3 separate regions of the Sus scrofa genome follow, and all the other regions are linked to region 1. Evidence: chromatin contacts called from public HiChIP or PLAC-seq data. All regions are on one chromosome and are shown on one strand. Each heading gives the region's core, a stretch centred on a gene start, on an enhancer-like site or on the middle of the called end of the contact. The rest is flanking DNA. Distances are from core to core; before and after follow the strand shown.

Region 1 (4,179 bases), core at 1,033-3,532:
ATGCAATATGTTAACACTCCTGGGCGGCCCAGAATTGCCTGGCTGCCCCTTGGCCTGCCTGCCTGGTACTGGCTGAAAAGGTACCATTGTTTGTTCTGCAAACACTGGGTGATGTTTGTTTCCAAGGTGACTGGTTCTATTGCTGCCCTTTAAGCAAAGGGGGGGGGATGGGGAGAGAGAAAGTTGGCTTTCGACACCTGAGAGCATCCTGTTCTTGTGTGTGTATGTGTGTAAGTTGAAACAGTCTTTTAACTGAGGTGATGGGAGAAAAAGACAGCCTGTCATAAGTTCTGATATATACAGTATACTTAAAGGTAAGGGTATGAGAAATGTTAGAATTAAAGGTGTGATTAGATTGAAATGAATATGTTTTTACATTTGAAAAAGAGTCAAGGGAAGAAAACATTAAACGATACCCATTAAAAAATTATTATTATTATTATTATTATTTTTTTTTTGGTCTTTTTAGGGTCATACAACGGTTCCCAGGCTATTACATTTATTTTTGCATGAAATGTAGTTTGGTGGTAACTTGTAAGCAGCTATTCAAATGAATAAATGTTTGAGAGTAGTCTCATTAAAACTGCTTACTGATCAGGTAGCTGGGCCTCCCCCCAAAAAGTCAGGGAGAACAAGAGCTATAAAGACACTGGTTTCAGTTTTAAGGTCTGGAAAGAAAAGTGTAGAAAAATGTTCAATAGTTGAACGGCATTTATGTCAGATTTTCCAGAAAGATAGCAAAAAAGATGAATGATTATACATCATCATTTTGGTGATATATAAGTGACTTATTCATCAGTGAGAGATTTTAAGTTCAAATATTTCAGAAAGAAAAAAAAAAAAGATTCTTCCCTTCCTGGTCCTCAACCTACTTTTTTTTTTTTTTTTTTTTTTTAATTTTATTGAGCATGGATGCTGTTCACAGAACTTTGCCTTTTCACTCCTATCAGGTTTAGTACAGTTCATGCGCAGGTTTCAGTAAACATTAACTACTTTTATCAGGGTTGGCAGTGTGCTGAATGGCTAGCAGAGTGTACTGCAAGAGACAGAGGAAAATGAGAGTCCAAGGTCACATGGATGTTGAATTTTTACTTTTATTATTTTTTTATTATTTTTTTGTCTTTTTAGGGCCTCACCCGTGGCATATGGAGGTTCCAGGCTAGGGGGTTATTTGGAGCTGAAGCCACCAACCTACAGCACAGCCACAGCGTCAGATCCGAGCCCCATCTGCGACCTATGCCACAGCTCACAGCAACGCCGGATACTAAATTTTTAGAAATTACTGAGAATTTAGGGAAAAGACATCAAGTTTCCACTTTGAGTATCCTCTCTCTCTTCAGTTTATGCAAGCCTAAGACAAGGCCACTTTGACCTTTCTGTGTCCTAGGGTTAAAAGAGATTTTTCAATGCTTTCCCCGAATGGCAAGGCAAGGGATTTTAAAACATTGTTTTCTTTCATTTCATTAAAAAAAAAAAATTCTCGGGACTGCCCTCTAGGACGAAAGGTTCTCAAGGTCCCAGCAAAAAAGTCCTGGAGCATACGTTGTGATAATTCTGAAGATGTCTGATCTTACAGGGATTTCCTTTCTTCCCCTTTTCTTAAAGATTCTTTAGGATTTTGTCCTCTGATCACTAATTTCGTTTCCAGAGTTAGCACAGTTAAGTCAGCTAGAATGAAATACAGAGTAAACATGCTGGTCTCAGAAATCATGTAAGATTCCAAAATCTTCGCCTGTGTCTCCTTCCCAAAAATAGGAATGTGATTTGTGCCTCTTTTTACTGAAAAGGATCTGCATGTTGTTAAGACGCTAAGAATTAGCCTCTTCCTGCCCGTCCCTGCAGGCTGCCCCTGGGCATCGGTGCGAACTCCAGCAGAGCTGCGGAGCGCGCACTGCTCCCCCCCGGGGGTCGTGTCCCCTCCCTGGAGCCGTCTCGAGGCGGTCAGGATGTGTTGCGGTCCTGGGCTCCCGGCGGCCCAGGGGAGGGGCCTGGGAGGACGCGGCGGAAGGCGGCCGGGTGGCCGGCCCTCCTCGGGCCGCGGAGCCTTCCCGCTCCGGCCGTCTAAGCAGAAGCGCGTCCGCACAGCAGACAGCACGGCGGCCGTCGTCCCGGGACTCGCCCGTGCCCGTCGCGCCGCGGCGGCCAGTGGGACGCCGGCGGACGACGGCTGGGCGGCGGGGTCGCGAGGCGCTGGTCCAGCCCGGGCCTCCGCGCCCCCCGCCCACCTCGGCGCCCGCGCGGGGCCGCCCGCTGAGCGGGCGGCGGGGCCGTCAGTCAGAGCGGCGGGCGCCGATTGGCCGGCCGGGCGGCAGGGGCGGGGCGGAGGCGGGGCTCGGGCCGCCTTCCGTGGGCCGCTCCGGCGTCGCTTCCACGAAGACCTTGAGGCGCTCCCTCGGCCGGCGGCGGCCGGGCGGCGATGTCGCGAAGGGCCGGAGCCTTCGAAGAGCCCGTTTAGTAACCGAGCTCGTTGTTAAGAACTGGATTCCTCGCAGGCAGAGATTAGAAAATGTGTGCGCCCCGAGTGAAGCCCTCGCTTCCTTCCTTTTTTTGGCGTCCGTTTGAGGCCATTTAGCCTGAGACCACTTTTCAGTTTCCAGAAGTTTTGCGTAGGCGTGAGCGTGCCCACTCGCGTTTTGTAGTAATTGCCCGGGTGGCGTACCTGCCGGTTACCGTTTTAATGAGAACGGCGTGTGGCTGAAAAAGTGTCCGCAGAGCCCTTTGGAGGAGGAGGAGGAGGAAGGGGGAGGAGGATGAAGAGGAGGAGGAGGAGGAGGAGGACGAGGAGGAGGGATGCAGCCGTTGGCGGGAAGCCGGGTTGCTGGGGGAAGGACGGGGGCAGCTTCTGCAGGCCTGGGCCTGGTCTCTTCCTTTTCTGCAGAATGTTGGGCAGCTGTTGTGTGTTTCCCATGTGACCCACCTTCTGTGGATGGAGCCCCGGGGGCAGCGCCATCGCGGCTTCCAGTTTTAAATCCCCCCTCCCAGCAGTGCTGGGGGCAGACTCCCGGCCCCTGTCCCCAACCCTCCCCCCACCCCCCAGGGGCGTGTGGTCACGTAGTGATGAATCCATTGCGCTGGGGCACTGTCTCCATGCTCTGCTTCAGGCCCTGGAGCTTTTGGCTCCTGGGGCCAAAGGCCACCTGCCACCAGGCGCCCGGCTGAGTATGCCCTGTGTCCCCCACAGGCCCTGCTCTGAGCTGGCACAGTGGGCGTGCGGGAGGCCCCTGCCTGTGCCTCTGTGCCATCCTGTGGCCGGCTCACCCACCCAGAGCACTGTCACCTGCACCTGGGAGCCTTGGTCCCTCCTGCATGAGCAGCTTTGTACCCAGACCGCTTCAGGTGAGCCCGCCACTCTGTGACTTGTCTCATTTTTGGTGTGTTTTCTCGTGATCACTTTTCACTGCGCTGCAGCATCCAAAACAGTGATTAAGACAAGGGGTTTCAAATTCAGGAGGTCTGTTGTGAGACTGGGGCTTGTCAGTCTGAAAAAGCTTCCCTGGTAATTCTAACACACACCCTTATAAAGCTTTCAAAATTGTATTTATAAACGTGGTACTTGTACCTTTATGTCTGATGAGACGGACAAATACATTTGAGCCACTGGGATATGTTTTTTTTAAGTAGAGTTAGAAAATGATTCACGAACCTTGAAGTTCTCCTGATGGTTGCTTGCTGCAACCCTGAGTTTCCTGTTAAGCGAGGTATTGTCCAGGTACTAGACCCCTGATAGGCCCGCTGCACCGGCAGGTGTAAATGCCACTAATTAATTTTTTAAGAAGTTGGCTCTCTGACAGAATTATCAGGGATGCTGAGTAGCTGGTACCAGATGTTTCTTTTGTTAAGGCCGAGGAGAGGTTATGTCACAGGTAATGCAGCAACGGACGTTTAATCTCTTGGTCTGAGGCTCTGGATTTGGGGATGCCGAATATGTTGTTTCAAGGGTGGGGGAGGACGTTCCTTCTGGTGTCTGCTGGCTCTCCCCCCACCCTACCCCACCCCACCCCCACAGCTCCTGCGGTATTATCTTCTGTAGAGGTGTTTCCTCAATTATCATCAGGCCCAGCTCTTGTTAGAAAGAGGGTAGATGCTACTCGGGCCTCTTTATCTAGACCCTCTGGCTCACCATTTTGCCACAGCTGAAGAGACAGCCTGTGCTTCTAACTGAATTCGGCCTTTTTTTCA
Region 2 (4,446 bases), core at 615-3,114, 320 kb before region 1:
AAGACAGAAATGGAGAACTTGGGGAGACTGCCGCTGGTCTGGGGTCAGGCTGGTAAGGAGGTTTCCTGTCACGTGGGAAGGGCCACCAGAGGCCGGCAGCTACCAGGAAGGCCTGCAGTGAAATCGTGGCGGCCTCATGAGCCCAGCTGGGAAGATGGAGAGACGCCAACTGCAGGTGGGAGGACTGTCACCCGTGTGTCTGCAGCCATGACCCAAGGCCCCCTGGCACTGGCTGGCAGCTATACAAAGGTCAGGAGGTGACCACACTCGCTAGTACAGGGCATCACTAGTACAGGGCAGCTGTGGCCTGAGCAGGAGCTTCACGCCTATCTTCTTAAGTATCTTCCATAACGAAGAGCCCAGCCCCCGCTTCTCTTCCCATCTCTAGACCCCACCCCCACCAGGTCACTAAAGCATCCCTGGAGGTGTCTCTAAGTGTTTCTTCTTTATTTTCTCTTTTTAGGGCCGCACTTGTGGCATATGGAAGTTCCCAGGCTAGGGGTCCAGCTGGAGCTGCAGCTGCCAGCCTACACCACAGCCACAGCCACAGGGGACCTGGGCCGCATCTGCAACCTACACCACAGCTCACGGCAACACCAGATCCTTAACCCACTGAGCAAAGGCCAAGGACGGAACCTGCATTCTCATGGATACCAGTTCTTTGCTCTTAACCCACTGAGCCACAATGGGAATTCTCTATAAGCATTTCTAAATGTGTCTAAACCCAAGTCTTAATCCCCTCAACAGACCTGAAGCTCCTCTAGGCTTCCGTTTCAGTGGCGTCACCACTGTCTACTCAGCCGCTCACCAGAAACTGGGAGGCATCCTTGCTTCTTCCCATCTGAGCCCAGTCTCCATTCTCCGTGTTTGTGGCTTCCACCTGGACCAAGCCACCGTCATCACTTGCCTGGACTTTGGTCAGAGCCTCCTAAGCTGTTGCTTCCTTCGTGACCCACCCCCACAGGCCCATCCCCCCATGGCAGATAGGACGGTCCTTGCAAAGCCAGAGTCCCAGGGCTTCCCCTTCCCGCAGCTCTGAGGGCACATTCCAGCTTCTGGAGGATGCCCCCTCCTGGGGCAGTGTCCACCTCTCCTTCCTCCTAGGGGCACTTGGACCAACCCTGCTTCTCTGGGTTCCGTCCTTACTGAGTTCTCTTGCTTCTACCAGTACTTTCCAAAGAGCAATCATGTTCCCTTTCAGGCTAAAATGCAAAATAGAGCCTGGCTTATCTCCCAAGAAGGCCAAACTCCAAGTCAATCCTGGAACATCTTTTGCCCACTTGAAAATTCTTGAAAAGCAACCGCTGATTCCCAGCCAGGCTCCCTGCCCCCGTGCTCCCCCGCCTCGTCCACTCTGCATCCTCTGCAGCCTCTGGTCACCGCTGCAGCTGGGCTCTGCCCCTTCAGAAGCCGACGCTCCAGCGAGGTGGGGGATTTATGGTGGAAGGTTACACAGAGCGTAAATCTGGCCTCAGGAATCAAGGGCTGTGACATTTTTACGGCCTCCTCCTCCAAGCCCCTGCGTGGATATGAAGCAACCAGAGGGAAGAACATCTGGTTTCACTTTTTTTATTCACTACCCCAGCTCCCATCTGACAAAACCCTCCGTCTTGCCAGTGTTCTGGTGGATGGTGGAATGAATGAGCCCTGGGGCAGCTCTCTGCCGCAGATCTGCTTTTCCTGGCTCATCACGGGGTAAAGAAACCGCGGGGACCAACGGGCCGCCACCGCTGCACTGAAACAAAGCGTGTACCCAAGTTGAGGCCGGGGTGGCAGGCTGCGAGCTCGCCTGACTTACGGAAGGACATCTACCAGGGCGGCGAGGGCTGGCCCGGGCCTCCCCGCTCGCAGGGGGCGTGGCCGGGACGCGCGCGATGAATGCTGGGACTTGTAGTCTCTGTGGGCAAGATGGCCGCCAGTGAGAGTCGCACACCGCCGTCGCTGGCCGGGACTTAGCAAAGTAAGGGTTCCCGTAATGACTACAGGTCCCCTGGAGGAAGGCACACCAGAGATAAGAAGCCGCTCCAATAAGTATCTCCTGTTCCGCGTGGCTAGCCCAGAGCCCCACCTCACGGCAGAGGCTTGCTTCTCAGCTGATGGCGAGGCCCTGCGGGAGCCAGTTAGAAAAATGTGCCCCTTGTCACTCATGCCGACTGACCGTAGCCAGTCAGGTAATTGACCAGCAGGGAGGATGAGAACCAGGCTTCTGGCTCTCCCTGTCCCGCTTACTAGATACCACTCCATCAGCCCGGGTAATGGGAGCCCTAATCTTTCATCACCTGCTCCCTAAGCTGTGCGCTGGCCGGAATGTTCCAGAAAAGATGGAAAGCAACAAAGTCCAAGCAGGACAGTGCACCGGGGCCCTGTGAGGACGGCCCGAGTGGCCAGATCTCCTGCTCCCCCTCCCCCCGCCCCCGTCTCCAGGACTCCAAAAGCAGATCCCCGCAGACCGAAATCCCTCCAGAGTCCTCACGGCCTGTTGAACAAGCTCGTCTGTACAGTGCGCATCTATCCTTCTCACTCACTGCTGCCCCAACTCGCACCCTAGGAGGGTTATGTGCAGATGCGAATGGTGACTTTTATGAGCTGCCCGAAGCTGTGTGCCCAGAACTGCACTGGATCCCAGAAGGCGGTGCCGTTACGTCCATTTTTCAGATGGTGAAATGGAGGCATGGAAGTTAAAGCCTCTACCACCTGCTGCCCTCAAACCTGAAATCCAGCAGGTGGTTCTGCGGAGGTAAGCATGGAGCCAAGCAGACAGTCGGCACGGGAACCGCAGCATCACCCACCTCGGGAGGGCCTCATGCTGCTGCCGCCAGCACTGGTGAGTGGCCTCTGCTCCCAGAGTTTACTCCCTTGACCCCCCCCCCCATTGACCTCCAGCAGAGACCCTGATCCCTCGGGGGCTGTGCTCTGGCCTGGCTGGTGGGGGGACTTTAAACCCCCCCCCCATGCCTGGATTCCAACATAGAGATTCTGATGTAATGAGCCTGCGAGGTGAGCCTGGACATAAGGGAGGTTGAAAAGCTCCCTGGGGGATTCTAATAATGTGACCAAAGTGGACACACTGACCTAGACTCAAACTTCATCAGAATAACACAAACCAAGCCTACAGACGCCCGTCATGGGCAGGCACCCAATGCCGTGGGCATCCCTTCTGTTTGAAAGGCAGAAGCACCCAGCAAGCATCAAAGGCAGGTGACTTAAGGGCTTCAGTCCCTCACTGACCCCGCTACTCCTCTCTGCCCCTCCCTCTCCACTGCGCCCCCCCCCCCCCGCCCCAGAAGCTTGAAAACAGTTTTTTTCACTTCCATTTACTGCTCTCGTCTATTATAGCCAACCTTCTGTTTTTCTTTTTTGGCTGCCCTGCGGCATGTGGAGTTCCCAGGCCAGTCTCCACCTAAACTGTGCCTGGCGGGGGGATCGAACCTGCCCAGCCAGTCCCGAGACGCCGCTGATCCCCTTGCGCTACGGTGGGGACTCCGACAGCCAAGCTTCTTGAAAGAGCTGTCAACACAGTTTATATCCACTTTCTCTCCTTCCAAACATTTACCCAATCCAATCCGACTTCCACTCGTGCCAAGGTCACGGCTGGCCTCCATGTCACCTACCTCAGCCATCTTTCCAGACCCTTGAGCTTGGGTGCAAGACAGAAACCCCCTCTCCCCTCCTGGCCCCCTTAGGGCCACCGTTTCTGGATTTTTCTTCCCTGTCCCGATTCCCCTCTCTTCTCAGCCTCCTTTGCCAGACTGTCCTCCTCCACGCAAACCCCGAAGAACGAGCTCACCGGGGCTCTCTCTGGGTCCTTGCCTGCGTGAGCCCATCTGCACCTAGGCTTCGTGCTAGCAACCCCCAAACTAACACCCCAGACTCGGGTGCACCCCGACCAATCTGAAACATCCATTTCGTCCCAAAGGCACTCCCCGTTTCGGACATCCTGCCTCGCATCTCTTGACTGTCGCAGCTCAGCTTGAATGCAGAGTCTCCACGGCCGGCTGAGGCCACAAACCTCTCTCTCAAATCTGTGCCCTGGTCTGTCTGCTTTAGGGCCGGATGACAGCCCCTTTCTGGAGTTGCCACTGTGGCTCAGCGGATTAAGAACTAGACTGGTACCCATGAGGCCGCAGGGTGACGTGCAGCCATGTCATGAGAAGGACACTCACGCAGACTGGGACACGGAGAGGAACAAGCAATGACAAGCACGAACTTGGCTGCCCTGAGCGTCAGCCACCTTGGCCTCCACTGTAGCCTCAGCCAGCACCTTCGCGGCAACCTCATGGGAGACCCTAGGCCAGAACCTCCAGCTGATCAGTTCCAGAAATCCTGCCCCAAAGAAAAATGGGCCGTTCTAAGCCTGTTTGGAAGGGATTTCTAATACAGTAAAGATAATTAACCCTTCGTCTCTATCCCCCCGATGACAGCCAGAGCCCTATTTTCAAAATGTAA
Region 3 (3,882 bases), core at 1,297-3,796, 370 kb before region 1:
AAGTTAGAAATATATATTTCTCTCTCCTCATGAACTTGGGCAGTCCATGATCTGGGGCTTGGGTTGGTGTTATTTTGTGGTTTCATCACCCTCTGCAGATGGCATTTGTCTCATGGCCCAAAATGGCTGTCCAGGTCCAGCCACCTCATCATATGCCACCCATCAAGCAAGGAGAAAGGGCAGGAAAAGAACAACCCCTGTTTTAAGGTCTCTTCCTATGTTCACAGCTTACACATATACCATACTGGCCAGAAGTCAACCCAAGGCCATCTAAGCTTCGAGCGAGGATGAGAAATATAATCATGGTTCTGGGTGTTTACAGATGCATGCGAATGTGGCCCCCAGACCTCCGACTGCAGGGAGGGCCATGGTGTGAGGGCCCCAGCCCTGGAACCGTCACCGCATTTGCAGTGAGGTTGTGCTTCCCACAGGCTGCTCCCAGGCCGAGCACAGCTGTGACCCAAGGCAGGTTCTTTCTTGGGACGTCTCTGGTGGGCGACATTGGCTAGCAGCCTCTATGACATATCCGGCACTACCTAACCAGTTATGCCAAATGTTAGTGGCTAAAAACAACACGCATTTATTGACTCACGGTTCCTGTGGGTCAGGAAATCAGGTGTGGGTTAATTAGTTCCTGGGCTTCAAGACCCCTCGTAAGGCTGAAGTCGTGGTGTCAGCCAGGGCTGTGGTCTCATCTGAGGCCTGACTGGGGAAGGAGCTGCCTCATGCTCCCCTGCTGGTGGTTGTCCGCTGTTGGCCTTGAGGGGAGGCAGGGGTGGGGGAGGGGAGGAGGGGCTCAACGCCTTCCTAGTTCCAGCCCAGCAACTTAGTCCATCAAAATCGACACAAGAGAGCGGATCCAGGAAGATGGGGGCCACGGTCTTCTATAACAGCATCAAGGAAGTGACATCCTGTCCTTTTGCCACATTCTTAGGAATAAGTCGCAGTGTCCAGTTCATTCTCAAAGGGAAGGGATTATACAAAGGCATGGGCTCCTGGACACAGGAGCCACTGGGGCTCAGCTCTGAAAAGTGCAGGTGGCCAAGGTCCCCAGTTTGTCAAACTCTTTCCTTAGACCTGCCCTGTAATCGCAGTTGCTCCCACCCTCCCTGCCTCTCTCCCGACCTCTCTCCCTCCCTTCCTTCCTTCCTCCTTCCCTCTCTCCTGCACCTGGGCTCAGACCTGACTTGGGGTCTGGGGGCCCACCCAGCCTTCCTCTGGCCCCTCTGTCCTTCCTAACAGACATTCTCCCTAACAAATTCCCTGCATCTTAAATCTCTTCTTAGCACCAGCTTCTCAGGACTAACACAGTGGCCACGGGCCAGCTGAGATGCCGCGGTTTCCGTTGCTGAGGAGTAAGAGGAGAAAGGATTCTGAGAAGATTTGCCAGACTTAATATAAAGATTTAATACAAGGACTTAATATAATTCTGAAATCACCCACGTGTGGCTCCCAGTGCATCTGATATTAAAGGTAAAATACACCATCTCCCAAATTTAAATAAGTAGAAAACCTTTTTCTACCTTGATCAACATATGCATATTGCACGTGTTACGATAATCCTTTACCTGACTTAGAATTTAAATTTCTAGCGAGTAAGAGCCTAAGAATAAAGTCAATATGCACAAACGATGAGGACTGATTCCAAATCTTAGCATTTTTATTGCATAATTTAAAGACATGTTTTAGGTCCAATAACTGTTTATGTGGCAATTTTCACTTAAGTCCTTAATTTTGTACTGATTTTCTAAAAGTGATGGGTAGATTAATCTAAATTTGCTAAGAACTCAGGTATAGAGAGTAGGCAGGTTTAGAAACTGAGCCAGAAGTTACAATAAATTGTTCGGACAAATTCTTTCCCTTACGGTCTCAAGGAAGAACAGGCTACTGCGTTTTTATTCATCATACATTATTTTACTCATTCTGTGTCTGCTTTACCATTGTTGCTAATGTGAAATATATAAATAAATACTCTAAAGACTATTCCTCTGGTTTGGCTTTTGCACCACACACAGTTCATAAAGAGGGAATCTTAGTTCTTTTTTTCCAGGAAGTCCAGAGTGTGTAGTTCCCAAGCTCAGCCAGGAGGTGGCAGTCGTGACCACTGAGAAAACCCTGACGCTCGGCCTCCATCAGCTTCTCATTGCCCAGCGGATGCTTCCTGGACCTAATCTGATTCTTAGGAGAGCGATTTCCTACTTACACAAACACCAGCCCCAAACAGAAACTAACCTCATCCTGCAGATAAAGAATGTTTGTGCCTCACAAGTTGTCAGACTCTCTTCGTTACAGCCAGACCCTCTGTCAGTAGCATCCCAGCAGCAGGAGGCAGCTGTGCATTGGGGGAGCAGAGTAAGCACCGCCCCCCCACACACACTGAAGCCCCCTATCTTATCAGATGGGCCCTGGGGGTCGGGGGAAGGACTCAGCGGGGCTGCCAGACGGATCCCAGCTCCAGGAAGCCTGAGCATGCTGGAGGATTCCGCAGGAAATAACAAGAAGCTGGGAGGCGGTGGGGTTGAGGGAGCAGCGCTGTGGCCGAGCCCTGAGCCACTCAGACAAGGTTTTTTCCAGCAGCAATGCCCACGTGTCTTCCTCTTGCAAGCACAGGTCTGATGGGCTTTCCCAGGATGTGTTTGATTGAAATGGATTTTTGCCACCTTCTCAGAGACAGGACTAGGGCCCTGCTCAGACAGCGGTAGGCTCTGGAGGCTTGCGGAAGCTGTTTAGAGTCCAGACCTGACCCCAAGGGTCAAAGACTGTAGTCGGGGTGAGAGCACAGACGGACGGAATGTGGACGTGATCCTGGAAAGAAGATAGAGGAGTCCCCCCCCGTCCCCAAACCCCAGCCTCCAGCCACTTTCACTGTGTGGCTCAAAACATATTGAGAAGAACAGAAATGGCCCTTAGGCTCCTCCATCCACTGCAGGCTTGCAGGGGACACGGCCCCCAGCTCCGTCAAGTCCCTGCCCAGACAAAAGACGGCGGAAGATCTCGTGGGCTGTGGCAACAGAGGGACCTGGCCTGAGGATTCGGAGAAGCAGCATAAGCCTCTGTTTCCTGGGGTGTTAAGCAGGGGCAAAGTCCGGACCGTGGGCGGGGCCAGGGCTGAGAAATGAGGTCAGACAGTTAAGTCCCTAGGACAGGGCTTGAGCGTTTGGGAAACTGGTTACAGACACTCAGCCCAGGGAGTGGCCACACAACAGAGAAAACTCACCAGCAGAGGCTGAGCGAGTCCTGGGCTTGTCACACCCATGGTTCTGTAAAGAACCAGCACACACACACACACACACACACACACACACGCGGCTCCTCCTCCATCCTACACACACCCACCAGGTCTGCCTAGAGCCACATCTTTGCTTCCAGCAAGATGCCCCTGGAGGTTTTCTCTTTTCCATCTGCCTGAAAATGGTCCAGAGTGTCCAGCGGGGGTGCAGTCCCCGCCCCCCGGGAGTCTGTACACCTGGGATGCCCTTGACTCTGGTCCACCATCCAGGGCTTACCCCAGCAGGCCGCTGCTTCCCCTGCAGCCAAAAAGAGTCACCTGCTGAGTGGGATGAGTGACTGGAGATGCTTGCCTCTATGGCTTCCGACTCGGAGACCGAGCCTCAGCTCTAGCACGCACTGGAAGCCAGGAAAGGAAAGGTCTCCTGCAAGGTTCGAGAGAAGGTGGGAACTCATAGGAGCCACTGGAGGAAAAGCCACTGCCATAAACACCACTTCCCACCTGCTGGCCCCTGAGCAGGAGCCGGCTCCGGCCCCAGGCGACCCTGGCGGCTGCTGCGGGGCCTGCTTGCTCTTCTCGCAGCTTCTGGGGAGAATCTGCACTATTTACAGCTGCCCTGGAGCTCAGCCTTTGCCCAGATCGATTCCAAATGC

What was found. HiChIP or PLAC-seq counts read pairs in DNA pulled down with a chosen protein or histone mark.
Region 2: an H3K27ac HiChIP or PLAC-seq map of skeletal muscle shows a contact between it and region 1. The contact joins two enhancer-like sites. A contact is called at or near these places in 2 of 2 datasets of contacts at active chromatin or transcription factors (alveolar macrophages and skeletal muscle).
Region 3: an H3K27ac HiChIP or PLAC-seq map of skeletal muscle shows a contact between it and region 1, with 4 times the contacts expected there. The contact joins two enhancer-like sites. A contact is called at or near these places in 2 of 2 datasets of contacts at active chromatin or transcription factors (alveolar macrophages and skeletal muscle).

What each region holds. Positions count from the first base shown.
Region 1 is chr7:4,540,904-4,545,082 of Sscrofa11.1, forward strand. All of the region lies in intron 1 of RREB1 (ras-responsive element-binding protein 1), which reads left to right. Among named protein-coding and RNA genes, the nearest start is that of RREB1, 31 kb to the left of the region's middle. Within about 2 kb of position 2,283, at least 67 of the 83 cell types and tissues checked have an H3K27ac peak or open chromatin away from gene starts, as enhancers often do. A contact at or near this core is called in alveolar macrophages and skeletal muscle, where this site is marked.
Region 2 is chr7:4,225,162-4,229,607 of Sscrofa11.1, forward strand. No RefSeq gene overlaps it. Among named protein-coding and RNA genes, the nearest start is that of LY86, 120 kb to the left of the region's middle. Within about 2 kb of position 1,865, at least 66 of the 83 cell types and tissues checked have an H3K27ac peak or open chromatin away from gene starts, as enhancers often do. A contact at or near this core is called in alveolar macrophages and skeletal muscle, where this site is marked.
Region 3 is chr7:4,174,530-4,178,411 of Sscrofa11.1, forward strand. No RefSeq gene overlaps it. Among named protein-coding and RNA genes, the nearest start is that of LY86, 68 kb to the left of the region's middle. Within about 2 kb of position 2,547, at least 40 of the 83 cell types and tissues checked have an H3K27ac peak or open chromatin away from gene starts, as enhancers often do. A contact at or near this core is called in alveolar macrophages and skeletal muscle, where this site is marked.